Regions from separate parts of the Bactrocera dorsalis genome. Here region 2 is linked to region 1. Evidence: chromatin contacts called from public Hi-C data. All regions are on one chromosome and are shown on one strand. Each heading gives the region's core, a stretch centred on a gene start, on an enhancer-like site or on the middle of the called end of the contact. The rest is flanking DNA. Distances are from core to core; before and after follow the strand shown.

The links. A called contact is a pair of places that touch in the nucleus more often than the background predicts.
Region 2: a contact with region 1 is called in a Hi-C map of whole body, with 4 times the contacts expected there. The contact joins two enhancer-like sites. A contact is called at or near these places in 2 of 2 Hi-C or Micro-C datasets (both in whole body).

The regions. Positions count from the first base shown.
Region 1 is chr4:43,336,570-43,344,449 of ASM2337382v1, forward strand. All of the region lies in intron 3 of LOC109579391, which reads left to right. Among protein-coding and RNA genes, the nearest start is that of LOC109579391, 14 kb to the left of the region's middle. Within about 2 kb of position 2,857, the one cell type or tissue checked has open chromatin away from gene starts, as enhancers often do.
Region 2 is chr4:43,413,959-43,421,838 of ASM2337382v1, forward strand. It overlaps LOC105223634, which reads right to left. Exons shown (of 4, transcript XM_029549206.2): 4 at 1,261-4,463. The coding sequence ends at 3,813. Among protein-coding and RNA genes, the nearest start is that of LOC105223634, 9.4 kb to the right of the region's middle. Within about 2 kb of position 2,918, the one cell type or tissue checked has open chromatin away from gene starts, as enhancers often do.

The DNA of each region.
Region 1 (7,880 bases), core at 1,607-4,106:
AAAGCTCGCGGTAGTTATAAGCAATATGGAAAGCTCTACACACCCACTGCCCAAATTCTTAACAGCTTATACGGTTACTAACAGTGAAACACTCTCACCAAATTAGTCGACAAAAATTGTTTTTGGGTATTTTTTTTTTATCGAATATAATATTATCGAATATAACATTTTTAAACAATTACTGAAAAATCGTTTGCATAAAAAATAAATAAAAATTTTGTACTTTTTTTAATAAAAATACATACATTTTTGATCACATATACATATAAAAATGATTTAAAGTACGAAATTAATGGTATTTTTGACGACTATACATTCGTACAGACGATAACTTGAGTTTTAGACTTTTTATCAATTTAGTGCTTGCTTACTCTCCAAATTGAATTTCATGTTTTTTATACTCTGGATTCCCTTAGTATTGCAAATGTCGATCGGAAATTGTGCATATATTCTTTCCTCTTCAAGAGGTTTCTTATTGTTAGTAATCGCCAATATCGGACTATTATGGCATATACCAGGTTGTTGAATAGGTTTTGTCGTTTGTTAAGAAAAACACAATTTGAGATTAAAAATACACTTTATTATTCAGTATAGTCTCCCTAAACATTAACACACTTGCTCCAACCTGTGGATCTCACCCCTGAAGTAAGAATCTGGAAGGTCAGCAAAATACGCTTCAAAAGCCGTTATGACCTCTTCATTTGGGGGAAAAATGCTTGCCACGCATACATTTTTTTAGTTCTGGAAACAAATGGAAGTCGCTGAATATCAAATCTGATAAATACGGTGGATGCTTGAACAATTCGAACTTCGTTGCGTTGTCCTGATGAAAAAAGAATTTTTTTCTTCTCTAAACCGGGTCTTTTTTCACGATTTTTTTCTTTCAACTGGCCCAAAAGGTTGAAGTAATATTCAGAATTTTACCAAATTGCAAGTAATCCACAAATAAAATTCCTCTCGCATCACAAAAAACTGATGCCATAACCTTCTTGGCCGATTTCTGAACTCATTTCGAAACCGAACAACCTGGTTCACACCACTCTTTAGCCTTTTTTGTTTGATTCAGAATCGTGGTTATAGACCCAAGTCTCATCCATAGTGATAAATCGGCGCACTTTATCCATTTTAAAAATGATGCTGAGAAAGTCGCATTCGAATGTTTTTTTGTTCCATTGCATCCATTGTGCACACAGCTTTTTAAAATCCAGAATTTCACTTAAAATATGGCTCACACAGCCTAATGAGATACTTCTACTAAATCTCTCTCAGTCAACCGACGATCTTACAAAACCGTATTCTGTATTTTATCGATGATTTCTAGTGTTGATGTGCGTTCGGGACGTCCTTCACGTGAATCGTCTTCAAGGCTTGTACGACCTCGTCAAAATTCCGCAACCCATCTTTCTACTGTTCTAATTTTAAGTGAACAATCATTATATACTTTTAACATTCGTTCGTGAATTTCTTTTGGTGCTACCTATTCCAAAAATAAGATTTTTATCACTGCTCGATATTCAATTTTTTCCATTGTAAAAGAATACTTTGACACAGCGACACTAAATTACTTGTAATCTAAGAATGAATTGACAGAAACTTCACATATGTAAGTTCATACCAATTGTGTACTAACAAAACAAAATAAATTTTAGGATCGCAGCAACGCCCTCTTTTATCGAACGACAAAACTTGTTGAACAACCTACCAAATGTCATATCCACTGACCCATCTCAAACTCAAGTCCTTGTATGGATAACTTTTTTATTTGACATGGGTTATAATTCTTTCATATATTTTATTCTTATTACATAATTTAGTCGAATAATATTCATGACTAACACACTGTGCAAATTGCTTAAACACATAAAGCTTAAATATTTTCGCACTTTCACCCATAGATGGCTCTCTTCTTTTGCTCTCATCGCTCTACACATAATTTATTGCCTTTTACTTGCACTTGCTGCTGCAAATTGTAGTGACCTAATTGTGCTTTTCCTGGACCAAGTGACTTGGGTCACTGCATTTAATTGCTAGAATTTGCGAGCTCGTGCAATTTCTAAGTATTTTTAGTATTTTTAATACAGTCAATAATTGTTTGCCCGTCGCAATATTTGTATTTTTGCCGGACAAACAATCATATGTATACATATATAATATGTATATCGTAATTCTGCAGAAAAATGCGAATGCCCGTGACAGTATGCGGGTTATGTGTGTCAGCGCCACTACACCCTCCCGAACACGAACTAAACATGCAACTAGTAGCTGCTGGCAATTGATATCAGTCAGGCGGGCTTTTCCAAACGTTACATATACATACTTACACTTATATTATGAGCACATTCGTCTAAATATAACTGATTGCCTGCGTGCCTAATGCAAATAAACAGCAAACAAATATGACAACGATATGCACAAAATATAAAACAACCAATTATATTTGCCTTCCCGTACGCTGAGACAGCAGCGATCAGCGATCGCCGGCATGCGACAGACGACAAGCGCCCACCATGGCGTATACACATCATCGAAAATTCGTAGAATTCTTTATTGAATGAACTTGCAGACGTCACAAAACCGGAGCAAAAAGCAAATATTCAACGAATTGTACAAATAAATCGAATTCTTCAAACATATGTACTCGTATGTATGTATATATGCATATATTATAAATACTCGTACGTATAAATTAACTTATTGAAAGCTTAACAGCGAAAAATGCTAACTAAACACGCCGTTAGCAGCTGATCGCTACACACTTGTGACTGTTTGTGCGCGTGTGTGTGGATATGTGGCGTTTCGAGCGTTTTGCCGGGCCTCTGCCTAAAGCGTTCAGCGTGCGCGCGCAAATTTTATTTTCAGCATATGCATGAATCAGCCAGTGCGCCGGTGGAATCCCCGTTAGCTTGTGCGATTGCAGAGAGTGCGCGCGGCTGTGAGCGGCAAGGTCGGCGCGCCGGTACATAAGCACGTCAGCAGCTCTTAATTTATTTTAAAGCTTTCGTACAAAGCGACGAAAAAAACGGTTCGCTTGAATTCGTATAGCAATTGCTTTTACCCAACATTGGCGAACAAAAGTTTGTGTTTGTGTGCGATTAAAATAGCTTTACGCTTTACGCTTATGCGTGAACTCAGTTGTACCCGGCTAATATAACGATATTTGTACAATCACTTTTTTCTGAGCGCATAAGCGGCAAGTGGTAGTCGGTGCATAGCTATAAATAGTTAAAAATGTGTTGAAATCGCGCACACAGTAACACAGTAATTGCTTTGTTTAGAATTTAGAAATTCTCGAGTGTGGGTACGCACAAAGTTCGTTTGCTGAATACTTTTTAATACCTTTTTGGTGGCTGCTAATTGTTTATCGAACTCAAATTTTAATGTTATGGCAATATCATTTTTTAAAGAAGTTCTACATTTTTGGGTGAAGTTAACGAATTCAGTTCAACAACCTATTTTACAAGAATTCTACTGATTTACTTTCGCATATAAAAAAAAAAAAAAATCGTTAACTTCGGCCGCACCGCAGCTATAATAGTCTCAACAGGTGCATTTCTTTTAGAAACTATGTGTTCTGTTTGTATGGAAGCTGTACGCTATAGTAATCCGATCTGAACCATTTTTTCGGAGATTATATTATTATCTTAAGCAGTCATCCATGTCAAATTTCGTGAAGATGCCACTTCAAATGCGAAAGTTTTCCATACAAACCCTTGATTCCAATCGTTCAATTTGTATGACAGCTATATGCTATAGTTAACCGATCTGAACAATTTCTTCGGAGATTACACTATTTCCTTAGAAAATAATCTGTACCAAATTTCGTGAAGATATATCGTCAAATGAGGAAAGTTCCCATATAAGAACTCGATTCCGATCGATCAGTTTATATGGCAGCTATATGTTATAGTGGTCCGATATCAGCTGTTCCGACAACTGAGCAACCTCCTGTAGAGGAAATTACGTTTGCAAAATTTCAAAACGATAGCTTAAAAACTGAGGGACTAGTTCGTATAGTGTTTAGAGCATCTATATTCTATAGTAATCTGATCTGGACAATTTGGCCAATTACTTAAAGAAATCGCACCTAATGAAACTGATTTCCATACAAGCACTTGCTTCCGATTGGTCAGTGTTTAAGGCAGCTTTATGATGTACTGGCACGATATCAGCGATTCCGACAAATGAGTAGCTTCAAAGGGTAAAAAGGACGTGCGCAAAAGTGCAGATCGATACCTCTAAAACTGTGGGACCAGTTTGCGTATACATATAGACAGACAGTAACGCGGACCTTTTATATACATATACATATAATTTATAGAACCCTCCATGTTTTTTTCTAAGTGTTAAGAGCTATATGCCAAACTTAGTACTTCCTGTTCAGCGTATAAATCACTTTAATTACTATTATTATTTTTTCTACACCTGTTTTCATTACTCATTAACATTACTTAAATACTTTTAGAACTTTTAATCATATGCATAAACAATTTTGGTTGTTTGTTCATTGAATGAGGCAGCAGTTTACTTGATTTCTATAAACAAAAACAGTAAAACAAGTAAGGAAGGGCTAAGTGCGGGTGAAACAGAGCATTTTTTACTCTCGTGACTTGCAATTATCGAAGCCGGAAAAATTATTTCCGATTTTCAATAATATACATATCTGACAGGTTGACCGGGAAAAAGTTAGTTATAGGAACTAGAATCCACATACTCGTAGTATTCGGCCGTCATCGAATTTTGGTTTTTTCTCTTTCGCTTCCTTTTTGGAACGCCATCCGCTAGATTGCTGGACAGTTTCAAAGTCATATTCATAAACCCACGTTTCGTCGCAAATAATGATGGGTTTGGTGAATGTAGGGTTCCCAGCTACGTTATAGACCATCTTTTTTCCGACTTCTGCCATAGAGACGAATGAACTAATGCCCTTCTTTCAGCATATTATATGAAAAGCCGATTGTACCCTTTGTTGTCAGTCTTCTAAGCACTAAGCACACCTTCTTCTTTAATAGTGTTTAAAACAGTTTCAATATTTTTTAACTAATCAATCTCCAATTACATTCTAAGGATATTCATGTGGGTTTAATGAATTCTTAATTGTATCCGAGAGATATGTACTGGATCTTAATTCATTTCCAACTGTACCCTCTCCGGGTGTACTCTTTTTAAAGATTACTCGCAGCAATTTTAAGAAGGCAAATACATATTTACAAACAACTTGTTGTACACTGTACATACATACATACTGACATTTCGACGCTGGCTTCTGCTCGCTTTTGCATTCATTACTTTGAGTGTGAATGTTATGTCGCTCGCGTAATATCATTATTATTATTATTACTCGTATTGTTCAACATGCCGCTTTGTGACTTGTTAAGTGTGCTATCAATGACTTAGAGTAAAGACAATAACAAAGCAATAACAAAAGCAAAATAAACAAATAAATGCTTAATTGTATAAATGAATAAATAAATAAATATGTAAATATGCAATATCGGCGTTTTCACTTTCTGTTTATATTGCTAAGTGACTGGCTGCAGATTACGCGAATATACATACATATATACAAGTACAAGCATACACAAATGCTCACTAACTATTTATAGTGCTTACAAGATTGTTATTGTTATTACAAAATTTGTATAAATTAACTTAATTGCTGTCAAACTAATTTGAACTTTATAAATAATTATTTTAATTTGAGGTTATCACTGAAGCCATAAGATCAACATTTGACAATAATCCTTGATAAGGCATATAGGATCATAAATATTATAGAAAAATGTCATTTTGTTAAAAATATATTGCTATAAATTGGTACTTAACACTGATACAAGAATATGATTTGATAACAGCAAATGTTAAAACAAATTCCTTAAATAAGAAATAGTTTAATATTCTTCGGAAAAACTCAAAGAAAATTCACACAAATTAAAGATAATTCACTTATCTTGACAGTTGCTAATGACTTTCCTCAAAACCGGCTCATGACAGCTGTCACAACCGCGCAAGTCGCTACACTCCAATAAAAGTAGAAACACACACAAAAAGTAAGCAATTTAATTCTCACTTACGCTCTCTACACATGCACATGATAAGCATACATAATTGCTTTAGATCGCACTGTAAAATGTCACACCGAGTGCAAAAAGTCCCCTGCCAATTACAGATGCAACGCATGTCTTGGGCTTGCTTGACTTATAGCGTAGAAAATTGCATATCTTGTCATTTATGCGTTCAGTTTTCGATAATTGAGATTTATTTATGGACATAATTTTAATTAAGTGCATGTGAGCGCAATTAATATTAATTTTTAATTTTTTTTTCGTGAGCGAATTTTGAATATAATTATTTAATTTATTATAATTTTAAATATATACTTACTCTAAATTATTCTATAGTCAATAAATAAAGGCAACTTAAGCAATGTTATTGTCATACTTTAAACAGGGCATATTAAGTTTGCAAAGAAGTTTGTAATACGCTTGGGAAAACTTCGGAAATCCTGTAAAGCTTATAGCATATAGAAATGAGCACCGTGACAAGCTGATCCATTTCAGTTAGGTTCGTCTATCGGTCTGCCTTCTCTCAAGAAATAGACCTGATTTTCGATTCACACACATCTTTTTCTCACCAAGACCCCGTTCTTTTGTCGTGACCATCGATATGGACATACTACTATTGAAGGGTACAAAATAGATATTCATGAATAAATAAATAATTTTTGAAAATACACAAAATTCGCGATACTTTTTGAACACACCTCGTACATATCTGGCACACGAGTTGAATGTTCAAAATTTGCATGGAAACCTTAGGCATAGATTACTGTTCAAGAAAATACGATAATATTCTAATATATTCTTCTTCTTCTTTAATGGCGTAGACTCCGCTTACATGATTATAGCCGAGTTTACAACAGCCCACCAGTTTTTCTTCCTTTTCGCTATTTGGCAGGTCCTTTTTCACCAGAATTTTCCAACAAAGCGGAGAACTTCCTCTTCCTCTACTTCGCTCAACGGTTACTGCGACAAGTACTCTCAAACCTGGAGTGTTTTTATCCATTCGGTCGACATGATCTAGCCAGCGTAACCGCTGTCACTTAATTCGCTGAATTATGTCAATCTATAACTCATACAGCTCATTGTTGCATCGATATTCGCGGTTTTCAATGCGCAAAGGACCATAAATCTTCCTCAGAACCTTTGTCTCAAAAACTCGTAACGTAGATTCTTTAGATGTTGGCATCGTCGCTGCCTCTGACCATATAGCAGGACGGGAATAATGAGTGACTTATAGACTTTGGAGGACTTTACTTCTCAATTGCCTACTTAATATGAAGTAGCACCTGGTGGCAAGAGATATTCTTCGTTGGATTTCGACGCTGGCATCGGGAGTCTCCTTGTCGGAAACCCCGTTTGGTATCGAACGGCTCGGAGAGGTCTATCCCGATCCTGACAGATCTTTTGGTATTTCGAAATGTCATTTTATACGTCCGTATTAGTTTTGCGGGGATACCAAATTCAGACATAGCGGCATAAAGTCTACGAAGAGATGGTGTGTGTCAATCCTCTTTCATGGGTCTTTTCTTAGATTTGGCGCATAGCGATTATCTGGACAGTTGTTGATTTTTCAGGCCTAAAGTCTCACTAATAAGTTGCAATCTGTTTGTTGACGCTGGGTTTTTATCACACACAATAGGCTCGATAGAACCTTTCATGCGATGTTGAGGAGGCTTATTCCAAGATAGTTGGCGCAGTCTTCCTATTTGCGGATTGTGCCGAGCACACTTAAATTGCAATCGTTAGGCATGCTGTCATCCGAACGTATTCTACAAAGAAGCTAATACATGGTTCTTATGAGTTCTTCGCCGCCTTATTTGA
Region 2 (7,880 bases), core at 1,668-4,167, 77 kb after region 1:
CATTAGGTTATAATGAGTCTTTGATCTATACTTACGAATATCATGGCAGAGTTGAATCAAAGCCAAAAAACCACGTCAAAAATAAGGTCGAAAAAGATCGAGATGTAGAGCATTTCGAATTCCTTCCGACCGGCCAAGCTCTGAACAAGGAACACTATTTGAGTATTATGCGTCATTTGCGAGAAGGTTTTCATGAAAGGAGGTCGGAATTATACTTTGATTGATTGATTCTTCGTGAGGTTTTCGCCAAATTTTTAACTAATTTTGTATCACAACCGCTTATTAAGCTCCGTGTGACTTCTGACGATTCAGTAAACTTAAACGACCGCTTCGGGGAAACCATTTTGAGTCTATTGAAGGCATTGAATGCGAATCGCTACGCGCTAGACTTTAACAACTGATTCGAGAATTGCAAGAAACGTTGGCACATTGTATTGAGGCCAAGGGGATTACTTAGAGGGGGACGACCGACATAGATTTTGAAGAATTTCAAATAAACAACAAAATCTTACTATTTTTCGCCCAAAGTAGTATGCTAGTGGTGATCCCTTTACAAGGTGAGAGATAGTAGGATTTGTTCTGTAGTGAACAGTCGTTTTGTTCTAGAATCGTAGGGAAAGTTTGATGAAAGAAACCTTAAATGATAAGTTGAAGTTAGAATTATGAATTTTATTTTCAAATTCTTGTTTCGAACACCTTTTTAAGGGGTGTGAGAGCCTAAGGAGAGGCCATTTTTGGAAGCAATTTTTTTTTTAATCTAAAGCTGTATTTATTCATACATATTTGTAAAAATACACTGTAAAACTTTTGAAGAGAAAACTAGGCTGCATTGATTGCATTATTTGCATTGAATCCGTGGCTGAAACCTGAACACAAATTCTCTATAAAAATATATTATCTAATGCTAAAAAAAATTTATAAAATAAAGGCGATTTTAAAACAACTTCAGTTTTGCCCAAAATTTTGGTCGTTGGTCTCTCTAAATTTGATTTTTGATGCGATCAAAAAACTGTTAAGTCACTGTAGGGGGAATTATATACAAATCATGTAAAATTGGATAGTGATCGGATAATTTGTCTCCGGGTAAATACTCAAGCCAATTCCATGGAGCTGCTTTAACTGAGCGTCTGTGCTTTAGAAGGCTGTAACTCAAAAACTATATGAGTTATCGCTTTTAGTATATTATATTTTTAAATATTTTTATTTTAATTTTTTAATTTTACTCTAGTTGTACCGTAAATAAAAATAAAATTCCTTTCTTTATATTTTATAAAATTTTCATAGTTTTATTTTTCAAATATTTTTTAAATTTTTAATAATTTTTTCCCTTATAAATAATTATAAATTTAAAAAAATACTTAAAATAAAATTTTACACTTAGCGACCTAGGTACTCATACAAAAGTTGCGGTTTTTCAGTTTTGCTTAACAATACTAAATATAATACTATTTTTTTTTTTTTAAGTATAGACCTACTTCGCAAGTTAGCTGGGTCTTTGATTTGAATTAATTTGATTCAGTTTAACGTTTTTTACATATACAATATCACAGCGCAAAAGCAAATGCAAATGAGCACTTGACTGAATGAAGTTTATTTTTTATTTTTATTTTTTAATATAATTCTTTTTGTCTTGGTTTTTTTGCTCTTTCTTATTGCAATAATAAATACATGTTTCTATGAATGTATAAATATTTATCGAATGTTTACACTCAATGATTTAGATTAGATTAAGAAATGCAAGTCATTTACACATTTTGTCTTTAGATATTCGTGGCTTAGGTGCTAATTGTACACACTGACATACAGTTAAGATAATAAATTTAGAAATATAGTGTGAGTTAATATAAAGGGAGAGAGAGAGAGCTTGTGAGAGTTTTTGTACGTAGTCTTTCATAATCAGTTTTCGAAATAAACTCGTAATGTATTTAGTAATCATGAGAGTGCATATGGGTATGGAAATATAAGTAAGTACATCGTCACCTAAATGCAAAGCAACGTAGCATAAAAAAAAAATCGAAAATCAGTGGCAGATATAATAACCAATATATACCGATTTTATAACCAAAATTCAAATTTTTCTTCATTTTGGGTGAATGATAACCAATATATAACCGTTTTATAACCAGTATATAACCACTTTATAACCAAAACTCAAATTTTGTTTCAATATTAGTAGCTTCTATTTTAACGTTTTTTTTTCGTCTGTGAACTTGTGAAAAGTGTTGTTACGTTATTTTGCTTTTAGGTGAGATAATATGTACGTATTAAACTTATGAGCAGAGGCGCGTAACGCAATTTTCAATATTTATTTTCGTAAAATCTTAAAAAAGTTATGAAAAATTTGCTTACATTTTTATGTACAGAGTGATAGAAGATTAATTTTCAATATTTTTTCATTAAAATTTGAAGCAAAAATTATGAAAATTGTACCTTCATATTTAAGCAGAGTCAAAATTTGCCAATTCAAAAAACAAATTTTTATAACTTTTATCTAAATAACACCGCCAAATTGTTTTAATATCTGTATATTCTCGCTTTTCGAATCGACAATTTTGTAATTGAAATTAATTGTCCGGCATTTGACTCATTAAATGCAGTTATAACTTTTGCCGTCGCTGCTGGCGCGGTTTTTATCTCCTTATGGGCGCTCACATGCCGCGCCTCTACTCACGTGCTTATAAAGCTACTTAAGCTTATACACGTATGTATGTGTGTGTTTATGGATTTGTGATTTCTGCATGCATTTTCTGATATGAACAAGCATTTAGAATGAAAATAATAATGATAAGTGTGAACGAATAGGAACCAGTCAAGCAGCTTGCGCCACTTGAATGTTAATATAGCCAGTCTATATGTATTTTGAATTTAATATGTGCTTTTTTGTGCATGTAAAGTTGTATGTATGTATGTATATGCCTGCTGGTGCTGTTAATTATGATTGTGGGTGTGTGCTCGCTCAGTTATCAAAGTAATTGAGACGGTGCGATGTGTTGACTAGAAATACTACAACTATCAATTTGTGTTTGTTTACTTTTCAATTGTTGTTGTTATCGTTGTTGTTGTTGTGCATATGAAACCGAAAGTGAAAAATGAAAATGAAATTGAAAATTGAAGGCAGCCGCGCATTTGATAAGTAATTTAATGAAAATTGCCTTTTGATTTTTCATGTTGTTGCTTTTGTTGTTCCGCACATTGAACTTGAACTTGTGCAATTGTAAAAACAACAATCGCGCGTTGCGCTGCGGGTTCTATAATATATGAAACGGCATGTAGTGTAATAAATAAATATGCTTGTATGTTTGTATGTAACTGGCGAGATTTTTGCTTATATTACGTTGTTGTTGTTATTATCGTTATTGGCTTAGTTTTGCATGCAAATAATTTATAATTAAATACAAAGTGCTTTGTTTTTGTTGTAGCGTATTGGTGCAATACTACTTAATACTTGTTTGCCATTGCTGAAGCAAACGTGTTGCTAAAATATTTTTGATACTTTTAGTTGTAGATTTGTCTTATTAAACATTACTGGAATGCAGTCACTGTGCGCTAAAGAAGTAGCTAAATTCTTATACACATTTTTTCTAATACTAATAAACTCAATAATATAGTATAGCTATATAAGTATATTTGGAAGGCAATGCTTTGACCTGGCATGTTTAGACGTGCGTATGTATGCATTTAAGCAGCACGTGCGTCTAGTATGTAAAGCGAAAATTGCTTGAGACTCAAAATGTTACTTTCATATATGCAAGTAAGTAAATGCATATATGAAATTAAAATCTGTAACCTTTGTTCTTCACACACACACCGGTTCACCGCGTGTTGCGCGCATGCGCCAAACGTCTTCTGCTACCAATACCACTTACTGCACTACCATGCGCACTTTTGCGCCTATTTGCCGCGCCTCTACTGCTAGCACTATCACTGCGCTCCAACGACGCTGTAGCCGTTTTCAGCGGCGTCAAATGACCTTTGACACGCTTGTTTTTGCTTATGCTGCCAAAGTGCTTTTCCACCTCATTGAACGCCTTTGGATTGGCCATTAGCGCAATTTGACCGCGTCGCTTTGTTTGTTGACGCAGCACCTTCCACATGGTCTTCAAAAATTCGTAGTAATAATATTTCACCCACATTAAATCGATTGTGTTCGCCTCCTGCACTATATGCGGATTGCTCTCAGCGCGTCGCTTCGTGTAAAGCTTTAAGCGCTTATTCATTTGTTCGCTTGTCACTTGCGGTAACGCGCTGCCACGCAGCATACGCGGCGCTGGCATTGTGCCATTGATGGCCGTCTCCAATTCGCACAACATGTTGCGAGCGCTGATAAATAATCGTCGCAGTTCGCGTCCTGTACTATTTTCACGTTGCAATTTGGCCATATCCCAGGCGCGCTGTATGCTGCGCAAATAGGCGAATGAACCCACAAAGGATTGCATGTTGCGGTACCAGCGTTTGAGTGCGATCTGCAATGGAAGTGAAAGAGAATATTTTTGTTTAGTTAAAAAATTTAGAATTTTTCATATATTTTGTTTTATAAATTAATGAAATATATTTAAAAAATTTTATATTTAGTTTATAAATTTCGTTGTCCGGTTCAAATTTGATCGGACATTTTTTAATTTTATTTTTTTAATAATCACTCCTAAATAACTCATTTCTTTATATTTTACGAAATTTTTATAGTTGCTTTTTTTTTGTTATTGTCAGTCCGGTTCAAATTTGATCAGATATTTTTTAATTCAATTTTTTTAATTTCACTCTAGATGTGCCCTAAATAACTCGTGTCGTTATATTTTAGGAGATTTTTATAGTTGCTTTTTTTTGTTGTTGTCAGTCCGGTTCAAATTTGATCAGTTATTGCACTATATTTAATAAATGCAAATATTCACTATTTCAATGAGCAATTAAAAATCATACAATACAATTTTATCGCGCGCATTCGTAAACAGTCTATATTTGCAACCTGTTCACTTCAACAACTTTTATGTGCATACATACACGTATGTATGTATAGACATGCGCGCAAAATCAACCGTGACCTACCGCAACTTAAATGAGAGAGTATAATACCAGCACAGCGTGTGCTATAAAACAGCTGATATCGCGCTACGGAGCACAGCGGAACGTATAAACGCTCAGCGCCCACAAGCGCACGCTCTTCAGTTGTGGCGTCATCGCGCTTCCTCTTTTATAAATTGAACGCTACTAAGCGTGTTAGCGCGCCGGACAAACATTTAAGCTTTCAATTGAATATTTAGACATATTTCAATTTAAATATACTTATATGTAAATATGTATTGTATATGCATAGCTAGATTATTATTTTTGTTTTTCGTTATATGTGATGTTCATAAATAACTGTAAAATGTTAATGAAAACACGTAGCCATTGACACCTTTTTTTATCAAATAATTAATATGTACCTATTTTTTTTATATATGTATGTTTGTATGTATGTGCTTGGTTTGCTAAGTACCGTAATGTCATACGTGATGTTGATAAGTTGCCGAAGACAAGCCGCACGCATTTATACAAAAGCGCTCTGCTGTTGGCGTGAAAATTATCGTTATTTAAGACTATTATTATTGACGTACGGTATAATTTGAAGCACCTGACCGCAATCATTACCGGCGTTTGTGCCCCGTGTTTGATTAAACCGGTTTTTTTTTTCAAAAAAAAATTTATTTATTTTTAACAAAAAATACAACTTTTTGCTATAATATTTGCTGTTTAGCAATAAAAAGCACCAATAAAACATAAATTAATAACTTTTTACAATCAGCAATATTTAGAAAATTATTTTTTTTTTTATGTTAGCCATAATTTCATGCCCACCAGCTGTAGTTTAGCATGCTAATTTTTTCTTTATTTAATCTATTCCCCAATTACTCATTTTCTGGCCGCTCTCAGCCACTTGCAACTACCCCATTCACCGATTTTTGTTGCTGTTGTTTTTTTTTCAATATTCTTTCACTTTCTTATTTTATTCGCTTAAGTCATTGATTTGCGGACACTTGTTGTTTCTCCAACAGGCACACGTACATCATACATACATACAGTGTGAGATTTCGCCACGATGGCAGATAGCAAACGCACATCGGGTACACTATGAATCATGGTAAATAAAAAGTCAAACAACAACAAAATCAAAATCGACACACTGAAAACACAAACAAACAATTTCAATTAGCTTTTGGTTTTAACATTTGCTTTTTCATTAGACGCGTCTAAAACTTTCAGTGAATGTACGTAGTACATATGTTTGCCTCTCCCTGCTATGGCACAATTTGTGATGTCATAATGACTATTTTTCAATATTTATGAGCAATGGGTCCAAAACGAAATCAGTTTACCGAGTACATTGTGTTTAACAGTGGCGTAGTTTCGTTAAAATATTGGAACACTTTCGCTTTAAGTAATTAATTGCGGGTTTTTACTCAGTAAAAGTGGGGATAGTGGAGAGATTTTTCGTTTGTAAACCTTACTTTGCCTTAAATTGAAACAAACTATGCTTAAAAATGACAAGGAAAGTCAATATATCAAAAAAATAAAATAAAAATGAAATTGCTTATAATAAAATGAATGCATACTGAAAATTATTTTTTTTTTTAATTTCCAAAAGCAAAATTTTATCGCGCCTTCACCCCCACTCTAAAAAAGTTTGCCTGCGCCACTGCCAAGTATCAGTCATGCGATATTGCGATTGATAGCAACACGCGATCGCTTGGCATCGATCACACGCTTTAGCGCATGCGCACATACATACATACATACAAATATTATACACCTTGCCCTTATATGTACGGAAGTTTTCTTTTTAGCCAGTGCGGACATAAAGGGAGCACTTGTGATAAGATAACATTCTCAAGCGATGAATGAATATGACTAGTCGCAGTGATTATAACAATATTTATTGCGATTTATGACCACACAAGCTACCGATTACGTTAAGTGAAAGCTTAATGCTTTAGTTATACATATATGAATAGCTGCTCTGAACTTTAGATAAAAAATATTATTATTTTTTTGTCTTATTTATTTTTCAGTTAGCTGTCATAAATGTCTTTAAAAAAAGTTTGTGCTTGTTGCAAAAACAACTGCATAACGCATTCTTTGAGTATTACAAATGTCAAATGCCTTACATAAATGCGTCTGACGCGTGCCGTTTGAGTGACTCACTGACAATAGTATATTACTAATATGTGTATTAGAAATGACTTTGCCCTCACACATGACGACATGCGGCCACTGCACATACATGTATACATGTAATATATATCTTTATATGTACATACATATATATATAACATTTAACTTTGTTGGTATAAACATGAGATCTTCGCCAGCGAAGTGGAACCGTATCAGCATTATTTTTGTATATAGTATGTATGAAAGTGTATTTTAGTAAATAGCGCAAAGTTGGTTGTATCAATCTCTCACGATACTAGTTAAATACAAAAAAAAATTGTATCGGAAATACCTTAAGATACACATATCTATATTCGATTTTATTCGGTTTTAGAATATCGTCACCAAAAATGCAAAATAACGTAACATGACTTTTCTTAAGTTAACATGTGAAGTATAAACGATATAATAGAAACCACTCATATTGAAACAAAATTTGAGTATTTGTTATAAAATGGTTATATGTATATTGGTTATATTTGAGATAAGTTTACAGCCGAAAAACGATTTCAATACAAGCCACTCATATTAAAACAAAATTTAGGTTTTGGTTATAAGCTGGTTATATATTGGTTATATATCGGTTATATCTGAAAGCGGAAGCTTGAAATTTTTCAATATACATATGTATATTTATATTGCGATGTAGTGAATCATAAGCAATTAAAAACTCAATTTCGTTTGTTTTGATG